2 separate regions of the Gasterosteus aculeatus genome follow, and region 1 is linked to region 2. A link is a contact called in public Hi-C data. All regions are on one chromosome and are shown on one strand. Each heading gives the region's core, a stretch centred on a gene start, on an enhancer-like site or on the middle of the called end of the contact. The rest is flanking DNA. Distances are from core to core; before and after follow the strand shown. Region 1 overlaps LOC120817843 (A disintegrin and metalloproteinase with thrombospondin motifs 2). Region 2 overlaps LOC120817393 (CCR4-NOT transcription complex subunit 6-like).

What was found. A called contact is a pair of places that touch in the nucleus more often than the background predicts.
Region 1: a contact with region 2 is called in a Hi-C map of tail fin, with 1.9 times the contacts expected there. The contact joins two enhancer-like sites. A contact is called at or near these places in 3 of 6 Hi-C or Micro-C datasets (skeletal muscle, tail fin and whole body).

What each region holds. Positions count from the first base shown.
Region 1 is chr4:11,361,305-11,367,582 of fGasAcu3.hap1.1, forward strand. All of the region lies in intron 2 of LOC120817843 (A disintegrin and metalloproteinase with thrombospondin motifs 2), which reads left to right. Among protein-coding and RNA genes, the nearest start is that of LOC120817843, 33 kb to the left of the region's middle. Within about 2 kb of position 1,552, at least 2 of the 9 cell types and tissues checked have open chromatin away from gene starts, as enhancers often do.
Region 2 is chr4:11,279,818-11,286,547 of fGasAcu3.hap1.1, forward strand. It overlaps LOC120817393 (CCR4-NOT transcription complex subunit 6-like), which reads left to right. Exons shown (of 12, transcript XM_078102218.1): 12 at 1-1,188. Among protein-coding and RNA genes, the nearest start is that of LOC120817393, 16 kb to the left of the region's middle. Within about 2 kb of position 3,389, at least 2 of the 9 cell types and tissues checked have open chromatin away from gene starts, as enhancers often do.

The sequences.
Region 1 (6,278 bases), core at 302-2,801, 80 kb after region 2:
GTAACCTTTTTTTAAGACAAAAAAAAATTAACTTTTAAAAAAGAAGTCTCATCTTAGAAAAACATGTTTTACTACACTACGCATGTTTAATGAACTATACTTCAGTAAGACCTTTTGCGTTTTTATTTTAGTTAGAAATATGTTATTTAGTTAGACCTCAGCTCCTCCCCTTTTGGGTCCAGTCCAAGCACGTTATAGTGCCAGCAGGGTGACTTTCAGACTGTGCGCCTCGACAACTTTGAACTAACCCATATTTTCACATGTGCCGCTCACTTTTTAGGCCACCTCAAAGAAGATGTCTCCCACCGTGTGCACGTGGTGCTGTTTGATGCTTGTCCTGCATCTGTTAAAGTGAAGTCAGTCTGGTGTGTTTTTGCTAATTAAAGATAAATAATTGATACTTTAGTGATAACCCGAGAGGGATAATTAGATAGAGAAACAATGGCAATCTCCGGCAAAGGGAGAGGGAGATGGGTACGGTATGGCCTTTAATCCATTGGCTCATTGCCAGTCCTCTCTCTCCTTTGCCTTCCCTCCTTTTCATTCCTCTCCTCCATGTTTATATCATTCACATAACTCCATAGCCTGATGTCGCTGTCCTTGACTCCTTGCAGGGTTCCTCTCTCTGTGCTTCACACCTTCTTCTGTTCCTCCTTCCATCATCTCATACTCCCTCGATTGGTTTCCTCCCTCCTTTCCTCCTGCCTCTACCTGCTCTTATCTCCTCTTTCCTGTGCCGCACCCATGAGACTTTCCCTCTCCCCGTTGCTATGACATTAGCTGGATGTAGCAGTGTCAGGCTTCTCTTGAGGGATGAGACTAAAGAGCTAAGTCTTGCTCTTTTCATTAATTACTCCTTCCTCTTTTCCTCCGCACCTCCTCCCAGCCATGTTCCCTTGCACACCCTGCCTTACCCTCCCTCCCTTTCTGTTCCCATATGCCTCTTTGTCTCTCCCTCCGTCTCCACCTGACGATAACCGCTGTCCTCACACGTGCATCCCCTTCCGTGTGTTCTGTCCGTCTCTCTGTCTTCATCTGGCGAACAGAAGGGGAGGAGAGCAAAGAGACATGAGTCCATGCCCTCGTCCTTTTCATGAAATCGTTTAGATTTTACGGGATCCTACAGTACTCCGCCCATTTACCTCATGTTTTTGTCATCGTCTTGTAAATCGATGTAAAGTGATGCTCCAGATTGCAAATGTGTCGCCTAATGCAGCCGAGCACACACACACACATGTAGTTCTGCAGGGTATGTGTATGTGTGTGTGTGTTTAGGTTTGTATGTGTCTGCTTTTGTGTGTTGGCCTAGGCTTGACCTTGATTACCACGGTGACGGTGAGGCTCCTCATTAGTGCTGGACTGCAGGAAACTGTTGGGTAATGAGGAAGCAGTATTGTCCTTAGGCACACAAACGCACACACACACACACACATACACCAACGCACACTTGCGTACACACACAAGCATGCACGCAGATGCCAATGCACCACTTTGTATTAGTGCTTGCATGCACCTGCTGACACCTGCGCTTATGCAAGATCTGATACGTAAGCCTCATGCACACACACACAAACACACACACACACTCCTTCTGAGTACATCTCAGTCTCATGGCCCCCCACTCAGTTGTCTCGCCTCACCTTCTGCTTAGTGTTTTTTCTCTCCCACACACATTCTGCCCCCCGCCCCCCACCAAACCCCCCCCTCCGTCCCCTCGCCTTGTCTCTGTCTTCCTCTCTCTGTTCTGCCCACCAGGCAGACCTCGCAGACCTCGCTGCCCACTGAGCTCATTTGGGCCCGCAGCGTCACAGTGTCGCCCTCTGCTGGTAGCGCCAGAGGAAAAGGGCTTGAAATCTCCTCACGGAATTCACGTGGAAATAATAACGCGACAGGAAGAATGCACCTTTTGTTTAAACGCATACAGGTAATATGCTGTAATTATCCAGAGAAGCGTGTAGTTGCAAATTAACAGCGACCCCATCATGGCGTAGGCCAACATGTTCTCGTCTCGCTTCAGGATGTCAATGTGGTTCATTTTGACGTACTCGTGTAGCACCATGTAAGTACTTGATCAAAATCAACTTAAAACTTCTGAGATTCACCACCTTTTGTTTTTAGTGCAGTTTTAGTTTCAGTTTCAATTCAGACTTTTCTGGTTCATGGTTTTTAGAGATAAATGTTAAATTTCATATAGGCAATCTGGGATTTTTTTAAGCAAGGTGGTAAACTTTATACTGTATGTGCCATACGAGAATGGAAAGCTTGACAGGCCCGGCAACGGTAACGAAGGGCGGTGGGCCTCACCAGACGGTCAATTCCTCTATGGGTTCATGCCAGATGTGTGCACATGAATTTAAATAAATTGTAGCGTGATCTTCAGTGTGTTATTCACAGCATAATAATTTCTGCTTCATGGTTTTTCTATAGTTATATAGTTTTTTTTTTAACCATTATAATGCATCCACTAGAAATTATACTGTAAGGACGGATGTACATGTGGCAAAAAAAAATCCTTTATACCCTTTCCCTTAAAAGGTGAGCTTTAGGTGTCTTTAGCTGTAAAATGCGAATGAAAGCGAGACTGAAAGAGGAATAGAGAATTACTTAAAAGAGTCCGCGGTCCTTGTGGCCTTGGTTCACTGACGCTACGATTGATTGCCTCTAACGGCTCCAATATGCTTTGAGCACCAGCTGTCTTCATCCACTCGAGTATATATATAGTTGACGTGCTTTCGTCCTTGCACTTGTGGAGGTAGTTGTCATTGTTGCTATTGAAGCGCTGCTCTGGTTTTCAGAGTCTCTTTTTTCATTTTATGTAACACAGGGTAAAGATGGTAGACACGCTTTAGAGTCACCAACTAAGCTAGCAGAGCAAGTCCCTGGAATGTGGAAGGAAGCCGGAGTACACGGAGAGAACCCACGCAGACACAAAAAGTTGTCCAGACAGACGTTTTCCCAGAGTTATTACACATTTTATCATGGATATGCCCAGCAGAGGCCAAAAAACAGGGTAGGGGGTTAACAAAATTTGTCTCATTCAATGTAATTCTGGAATGCTGCATGATTATTTTGGTGATTTATCCATTATTAGGATTTTGACAGCATTATTTAAACAAAATCTTTTTTTTTTTTTAAGATTTTTATGTCCTGGGTGCTCACTAACCAAAGCGTCCTTCGTTTTGCCTCCTCGGCTCATCATCATCAGCTTTACCACACGCCGCACACATTGGCTCGGACAGAGCTACAGTGGATTTCATTCCTGGAATTCTTGGAATCCTAGTCAGAGGCCTTGGTTGTATTTTTCCGTTAGAAACCGGGATTCCTTTAAGTGCAAAGATGAAAGATCTTTGCCTTTTCATCTCTAATGTTAAATACTGCCGACATTCCTTTAGTAATATTCGGTCTGTGCAGTTTATGTCAAGGCGCACTTGAAAGTCAATGTTTGTAGTATAAGATGTGTAAATGTGTGCGGAATGAAATCTCTCCCTTCTCCATGTCTCTTCTGCTTTCGTCTCCCTCCTTCTTATCCATCTATCCAACAAGAGTGTGATTAAGTCTCACAATTCTTCCGCTTTGATTGCTCCCCTCTGAAGCAGTGCAACCAGAGCCGTCTTCAGATGGAGAGAGGGAGCTCTCACAATTCAGAGGTAGATTGGGGACTTTCTCCCTCCCACGCTGTTATCTTTCCATTCAACTTCCACAGCGTTTTGACAGAATCCTTTGGAAGTGATGTGAAAATACAAGAACATGGTGGCAAGGGGGCAGGTTAGAGGAAAGGTTATAAAGGGAGAGGTCAAGGAGAAGCCCCCCACGCCACACGTATACTAGAACAGGGGTCTTCAACGTTTTTCAGGCCAAGGACTCCCAAACTGATGGAGAGAAGGAGCAGGGACCCCTATTCTACGAAGTTTGGTCTGCCATCTTTGCCATCTCTGAGGTTCTACTGAAAACCTCTGCTCTAGAATGATGTAAAGGGGAGAGAGAAAAAAACAGGCAATACAAATGTCTGTATATAACACAAAGTTTAAGTAACATGACCAAACAAGCGACAAACAGCATCAATTGAACAAAAATGGAAGGATAAGATATAAATATTAAGTTGATAAAGGTAAATTTCAGGCAAAGCCTTAAAGGAGTTGAGCGTCAGTGAGTTCCAGACTGCTCTACAGTTCAAGCTGAGGTGTGGTCACATCATGGCTTGAAGAGAGAAAACAGATAATTAATGGACTCCAGTGTAATCTCTCCAGGTAACACCTGACATTCAAATTAAGTTTTTCTTTTGCCGCTGACCGGCTATTGTAACATTATGGAAAAGACCCTGAAGCGGTGTTTTTCTTACCATTCGTTGGATTGATTGTGATGTTTCTCTATGAAGAGACGAAAGAAGTATTCGTGCTGCATCCACATTGTCAAAATAAGCTGGACATTCGACCATGGCAATGGAAATATTGAGCTGAGCTATGCTGTCTGTATTACAAAACAACAACAAATAAAAACACCAGCACTCTTCTCTCCAACTTTCAACCACATTGCCTTCAGGTAGAAGGTCATGTGCCACAATAACAAACGGACCAAATCAAGCAAAAGTTAAAGAAAGAAATATTTAATTTCTCAGCAGTGTCCTTTCTCTTCTGTTGTCATACACAAACAATCGGTCAGTGGCAAAAAACAGCACTTTTAGTGGACATTAATTGACTTTGAGGAATTGCCCCTGCAAACTGTTTAGCAGTTGCTGGCTGCAGCGCTTTCGGGTCAGTACCAGACCAATTTCAGAAATTGTTTGTTTTTTCCCCACTTAGCTGGATAGTCCAGCAGAGAACCAGTAGTCACACGCTATTGGATTCAACCTTCATGTCTGCAAGTCTCCAACGGAGACAAAATATTTCCCGACGGAACAGAACCAGCTGGCCGTACAGAAACAGCTTGTTTAAATATACGTTTAAGGTATTTCACATAGAATTACATGTGCATGTTCTGCAGGATACCATGCTTCCCCAGGTAGTGTTCATCGCTCTGCTGATGAATCAAAATCAACAGGCAGGTCCGCCCAATCCAGCTACCTCTCCTGGTGACCTCTGGAGATTGTGCGTGTTAGCATTGCTAGCATGCCTTGTGTATGCGATGCGCATTATGGTGTCTTTGCCCACATGTGGGGTCAAAAGGGTGGAGAGCAGTGGGCGGCTCCCAGTTATAGTACGTGTTTGATTGGCTCTACTTCCTGCACTGACACTATTTGATTGGCTGTCAGGTCCGGCAGTCGGAGCACTTGAGCAGGTAGGGGAGGGTCCTCACTCTGCTCTGTTGCTAGGTTACAGGTATACCCGATAGATGTGGAGATATAAAGATAGAGTGCAGATAAAGATGGGGAAGGGTGTGGATCTGAGCGTGTGTGTGTGTGTGTGTGTGTGTGTGTGTGTGTGTGTGTGTGTGTGTGTGATTGTCCGAATCAGGGTGGGGTTGGCAGGACTGGGGATCACCCAGGAGGGATACACAGGGTTTCCTTGAAAATGATACAAGAAGAACAATTCAATTTTATTGTGTTCTGCTCAGTTTTGTACTTACTGACCAACATAATTTACCCACATTTCAAGAGCTTAAACAATTGTAATTGTGGAGAATATTACAGTCAATTATTCATTTATTTTTAATTTCAAACATAGATGAAGGCGGATTCTTTGTTTTATAATGTTTGAAGGCAACACGACCCAGATTGCATTCTAAATGTCATCTTCTTCTCACTGACCTCCTCAAAAGGTTCAGGGGGAGAGAGATCTGGCCTGCAGATCTCAGCGCTGCGGTTGGTTCAGAATTCATTAAACTTTTCTTGTATTAATCACAGACAGCTTCAGAAAATGCTGCTCTGAAAACAGCTGTTCTGCTGCACTTAGATTGCAATCATAGAGCGGTCAGTCGCTACTAATCGGGGTCATTTATCAATCCGGAAGACCACACACACACACACACACACACACAAATGTAAATGCACTGAAATACACACACACAAACCTACACACTGATCGATGGCTGCGCTTGGCCGGTAAGAGAGATTGATGGGCGCTTAGCTCGCTCTCTTTACGTGTGTGTGTGCATGCACATGTGAGTGCGTGTGTGCGTGTTTTTGTGTGAAAATGTGCGTGTTGACCTACTGGCCAGAGTCCAGCGAGGACAAGGAGCATGCAAAGGTGAAGAGCTATTGGGGTTCAGTATAATTATATGTTTCCTAAACAAATTCCATAATTTCTGCCCTGAAAACTAATCTCAATGGCAACTAAACAAAC
Region 2 (6,730 bases), core at 2,139-4,638:
ACACACACTCTCGCTAGTGGCGTGTGACCGATACAACTATTATTAATCCCTCATGTACAAGAAAAACATCGTGCCTCACTGTAGCAGTTGTCGTTGTCTTGCACTATATACATTTGACGAACGCCTGAACAACCTTTTCTCCTTTTTATTTTTAAATACTGTTGAGACACTTGTGAAGATTTTATGTCCTTTTATTATTTTTTTGTTAATGTTGATTTCCTTTTTTATGAGCTGTGACAATGTTATGATGATGTGTATATTCTTCCTATTCATTGAGCTCTATTAATCAGGTATGCTTTCTCCACCGACTCCTTTGCCCCCCTCACGGAACACGAGTGCGATGTGTGATCTGTAAGTCCACTCAGTGATTGTCGGCCCCCTATTTGTACCTCGGCACAGCTCCACGCCCGGAACCACCATAAATATCCAGCCCGTCGCTACTTCCACGGCCATGAATTCTAAATCTCCTAAGCCCTCTAATGCCCGACCTCAGACCCCCCCCCCACCCCCCCCCCCCCTCTTATTACTCAAGCTGTGTCTTTTTAAAAACTGTTGCTCGACCGGTCTGTAGCTCTTACCTTCGTCACTGAAGCTGTGGTGCCGTCTGTGGCCCCTCTGCATCGGCGGAGGTGGGAGGGCCTGTTTGCTCTGCTTTTGGATGAACCAGGGACGAGGGGCAGCGAGCTCAGCTTTTCCTCTCTGAAAGCCGGAGAGGCGGCACGTTGCGACGAATCATATTTGTGACGTCTCGGCAAATGAAATTAATTTAACAGACCTGTTTTTTACACCAAAACTTTACAAAAAAGTGCACGGACGACGAGCGCCTAATAGATGCGGACGTAGCTCCCCTCACTCCTCGGTCCATCTTATTGGCAGATAAAGATCTAATTTACTTTAATGTGTATGTTGACATTACATTTTTTAAAGCAAGAGGGAAGCAAATTAATAGGAAGTATACGTTTAGTCCTCTGATCAAGGTTTCTTGTCCCATTTGCCCCCCCCCCCCCCCCACATGTCTGTCTTTTAACCTATTTTTGTTTTTTTTTCTCCCAATGGAAACAAATGTGTCCAGTTTGATCTTTTTCTTTCTTTCCTGAATGGCATTAGTATTGTATTAGATTTAAAGGTTAGCTTTTTTGTAAAGTGTGAATAAAAGATGTATCTCATGTTTCCTTTCTAAAAAGAAAATGAATTGTGTTATGATGTGTAAATCATGAATTCTTAGACGGTGTTATGTTTGCTACATTGTTTTTACTTGTACTCAATATATTTCCACCTCACACCAAATCCCCTGTTGAAATGCCGCTGGGACGTCGCGTGGACGAGTTGGTGAGGTGAAGCGCGGAGGGCTCGCCAGTGACGTTCAGCACACGGTGTTCAACTTGATTCCTATTCGATTTTTTTTCTTTGTTAAATTAGCTTCTCGGCTTTATTTTTGGGTGTTGCATGGCACTGGCTGGAGAGTACTGGTGCCTTTAGCTTAGGACAGTCTCACTAGTGGCCGCAGATCGGTACCAGAACCGCGGTTCAGGCTGGCGTGAAATGTGTTTTTAGGGCGGAGCCTAGCGGCGCGTCGATGGTCCCGTGACGACTTTTGAGTACTTCTAGTCCATTTCGCTCTGTTCTCGTGCATCACCGTGTTTAAACCTGTTACACTAGCTAGCTACTATTGCCTTTTGTGGCTGAAGTCCCTTTGGTTGTTGACTCCCCGGCTCCCCACCCTTTTTTTTCTTTTCTTTTTTAAAACCCGGACTATTGACTTTTGAGTGAAAATGCGGCGACTGGCTGAGCCGAGTCCCCCTGTAAGCTCGCTGGAGCTGTCACTTTGTTAGCTTTGTAATCGCCACTGTCTCATTGTGTTTAATAGGTTGTTGTTGTTTTAGGTGTAGAGTCATTTTCCCAGGCTGCATCTCTTTGTAATGGTGCACACCAAAGCGGCTTGTAGTCCTCCTGTAGAGCAACTTCTTTTTCCAACCACTCGCGTTTATTTTGTTTAATCCCAATCGTAGTCTTCATCAACTGCAGGGCTGTGAGGAGATCAAGAACTTTGGGCCTTTTTTCCCCCCCTTGAATCACATGAACAAACTTGCATCCGTATTCATACACGCCGGGATTTGGTTTCTCAAAAGACATCCGATTCTGATCTTTTTACAACTTTGCAATAATCCCCAGTAAACATTCAGACCCATGCAACGTGGGTTTTTAAAATATCTTACCTGGAAGCCGTAGCTATTTTGTCATTTCGACTGGCTGCTGCTGCTTTCAATCATCTCCCATCTGCTCTCCCGTTTCTTTTCCCCATGCATCATCCATCTTGTATATTTGCTCACCCTCCCTCCCTGCTGATCTAGTAGTTGTTCAATGATCAGAATTGTCTATTTGTAGTCAGCTGAGTACATTGATCTGTGTCACTGTGTTTATGCACTGGACCAACTATTGTTTACCATTCATGAAATACCAGCAAAAATAAAAAAGAGAATAATGTCTAAACACTTGCACAATGTTGTAGAATGTCCATTGATCCAGATGAAAAATCAAGGCAGCTGTTTTCAAATCAACACATCCCGTTTAAAAAAAAAAAGAAACTGAATGGTAAACAATGCTTTCTGTTGTACACTTAGCCGTCCTCTTGATTCTCTTCGGACTAGTTCTGTTTTTTTTTTTGTTTTGTTTTTTCGCCGTTTGACTACAACAGGTTCTGCTTGTTTCCTTTACACCGACCTATGTATTTTCCTACTTCTGGTTGAAAATAAATTCTATATTACCTGTTTCAGGCCGTGTCACCTCTTATTTTTTTGCAATGGATATTGAAAATAAAATCCGTTCTCCTTGAACTGCCTCCTTTTTGCTTTTTTGATTCTACCCAGTCTTTTTCAGACTTTGACACAAAGTGTTTTTTACTCTTCATTTTGTCCTATTCCCGTTTGCTGACCTCAGCTCAACACCTCTCACATGTTACACAAACTAAACCGATTTAAATAGTTTTAGCTGATCGTGTTCCAAACAGCTGGTGGCAGAACGCGCATGTTTTCTTTCCTCAGACCATCTTCTGCAGCGAGTTCGTTAAACGTGAGTATCGGTGGGTGATGGATTGTAATATAAAACCTGCACGCTCACTGTGACCTTTTGGCCTCACTAGTGGGCCGGAGACCGTCATGGTTGAAGCCTCTGCGTCAGCAGGCGGGGGCTGTTTCTCTAGCCGAGCCTCAGCTTTTTCTTTTCCTTCTGGGACGGCAAATGAAAAGCGAATTTCCCGTCACGGGATCAATCAAGTTTAACGTTAGATGCCTAAAAATGGGCCGGGGGCTGACTGTTGTATCATTTGTAGACACACGATGGAGCCACAGGATCAGGATGTGTTTCGTCTACAGGAGGACGTCAGCGCTCAGCTGGTGCCTCATGACTTCAGCTGCAGGGAATTTAGACAGATGTTGCACAATACGATGGAGATAACATTGCGAATCCGATTGATGAGCCAATCACAGCTGCGGTTGATAACGGGAGTTAGTGTATGTGCCGTGTCTTTAGTACACAACGTTGTCATGTGTTTATTAACCACATATGATTCACGATTATTATAATAATGAATTGAATCATTTAATAAAACATCAACCACGAAGAGCATTCTTTTTTTGCCAGGCTTTTTGTGTTTTGGCTCAATAATGCAGGAAGCCTTCAGTCAACGTGGGACTCGCTGAGGACTGTTGGGTTTGCTTGCTTCTAACTCTTGGCGTAAACGACCACTAGCAGTGTTCTTTTATTTTGATGATCCCGTTTCCTACTTTGATTTTATGTGACTTTTATTTTGACATCAAACTATCTGCAAACGTGATTAATCGCTCGTGCTCGCGTTTGTTCAATAGAAGACACGAGAAGCCACGTTACAAGACAATGCAGGTTTAGAGCCAGAGATTTAAAAATATCACTGTAACCTTAACTAAAGTGTTCTTTGGAGAGCTATATCATTCAGTGTTTTGATTAGCTTTGGCAGTAAACGTTTGAGAAAGACTTATTAAGTTGGGCTGCTACATTGTGCAGAACTCGGTGCACTTCAACACTTGTGGTGGTGCAGTTGTGTCCGTGACATTATGACCAGTTAACCGGCCCGAGCCTCCATCTCTCCTTGATTCAGAAGGAACCTGAGAGACCAAGTGGAGGCGAAGCTTTACCAGATGCCCACAGAAAAGCGCCAAAATCGTATGTCGACGCAGAACAACACAATTATTGATGGGTTCCCAATCCGATTTTCTGCTAGGCGCACATCTCCATCCAGGGAGTGAATAAGGCCTGCTGACGGAGCCAAAGCGCTTCCTGTTATTGCCCCTGAAATGGACTGTGACAGTAACTACAGTGCCCACCTGATCGTGCTCACGTGGAAACCAGGCACTTTCTAAACGCGCTGCCTGGAAGTTTGAAAAGAATCTCCAAGGTGCTCAAAGAGGCAAATGTTACCTCTTATGGGTGTGAACTATTTTCTGTTTTTTTTTTGTTGGAATTTTCTAGCAGAAACAGCTGTCAAAATGTGTGCTCTTGTGATGTTAGAGAGGGAGCTTTTGGTTCGCGTGGGGAGAAAAAGAGGAGGGAGAGAAGAGTCAGATTGCTCTTTCCTTCGCCTCAATGTTTGCAGGCGATCTGTCTCGTGTTGACGTGGCGGCGTGATCGCGACGCCTATAAAGTCCTCTGCAGATGTAGACTCCCTCCTTCTCTACTGTCTTGTTTTCTCCCTTATTTCTCCTCCCCCACTCAACCACCCCATTCTTTAAATCCTTTTCCTCTGAAATTCTAACCAGTGTGTCTAAGCGTGTGTGCGACCGACTTCTAGGCCAGTTGCCTGTGTGATGTTCAGCCAAGTTCTCCCAACATGCTCTCAGAGTACTTGCCTGGATTCCATAGTTGTGGATTTAAGTTGTTAAACTCGAGAAAGGCGCACATGAAATACAGCCGCGTGTGTCTGAGAGAGGTGGACAAGCCAGACACACACACACACACACACACACACACACAGCCAACGCAGCAGGCCCGACCTGCGCTCCAGACCTGAAACATCCCCTGAATCTTCTGTGGAAATCCAGCAGACCAGACAAAATGACGACTGCTTGGAAATAGCTTTTAGTGTGGAGGGAAAGACACCTGAGCATTTACTGGTCTGTAAAACAGCACATGTGTGTGTGTGTGTGTGTGTGTTTTATCACTCTTGTTAAACCAAGGGGTGTGGTTTTGTTCTTTTACAAAGGAAGGTGATGACCTCAGAGTTACGTTCAGTTTTGGAAAGAAGACCTGAACTGCAAAACATCGTGAGTTGGTTCAACTCCAAGATGAGACTTTCCCTGCTGTCTTAAGGTCCTGATTATGGGCGGATTCATTGGTTCAGTCGTCTCATGTGTTATTGGGCCGAAGAAAAAAAAAAAAGGAGGAGGAAGTTTACGGCTCTGCTGGAAACCTTCAGACTTTCTAGACCAGTGAGTTCAATACTAGAGCTCCATATACCATATCCTTTGACAATTACTCAACAAATGCAGTGTATACTGCAGGTATTCGGGCTAGTAGAAACATAGCACTCTAGTAAGGCAGTGAGATTCCCTAAACAACAGTAAGACAAAAACTATTGTAAAATAAGCACAGAAACAAGGCAAACGTTGTGCTTTGTGGAAGAATCCACAGGTCATCATTTAATAATCCACGTTAAGTACAACACTATAATTAATCTGGGGAACAATGAATAAAATCAACACCAATAACTTTAAAAGTGTCAAATAGATTCGTAAGATAAAATGAATCCAACACATTAGCAGACAGCTTGCACAGTGGCTAAAACTACGTTAATCAATAAGCACGTAAAGAGATAATGCTAACGGGGATTATTTGATTATTTGGGACTATATATATATATATCTATATATATAAATTGGTTAAAATGTCAATTAAGCAGACACTGGTGCTGTGTTTCAGTAATGGTTGCCACTAGCAACAGAATATTGAGATGAAAAAACTGTGTTTTTGGTTGGTTCTTCTCAATCTGTCATACGATTTTTTTTTTTTTTTTTTACAGTGTGTGTGTGTGTGTGTGTGTTTGTGTGTGTTTTATGACTTTGAGGAAGAGCAGGGTGGCCGTGTGGCCAGATGTGACGCATCAACTGAGGTCGCCTGTCGGGGGGCACTGAGGGTAAATTCACCTCAGAGCCCAAACGCAGCGTGAGCTCGTATCGTTGTTGAACCCTGTTGAGTTTTCAAGTGAGAAGACCTTAAACCAAAGGGACGATTCTAAGAGGCCTTTTTCTTTTCGTGCCCCTTTGTCTATTGCTATGTGAATTATAATATGTACTAATAATCCTCCGGTTAGAAGTTATTATTGGAAAATAAGAAGGCATCTCCTTTTATGCCACACAAACAAAACCAATGTGATCACAGCAAAACATTTAACACGGCAAAAGGGATCCAGATTAATTGGGATTTCTGAGATTTATTTGAGGGTATTTTAGGATCAAGCCCATATGAGCAGTGGAATGTAAAGCCACCCGGACTTATACACCCCTGCTTGTGTAGGGGAAATGATCCACTGCATACAAATAAACAAATAAACAAATATGCATTTTCTTTTTGTTTTTGTTTTTCTTCTCTAAACATGTTCGACAGACATGAGAAGAGGTACAACAGACGTAACTGAGATGAGGGATACATCAAACAGTGAGCACACCTGCTTGTAAATGCACACATAAGGAATCCCTTCAGC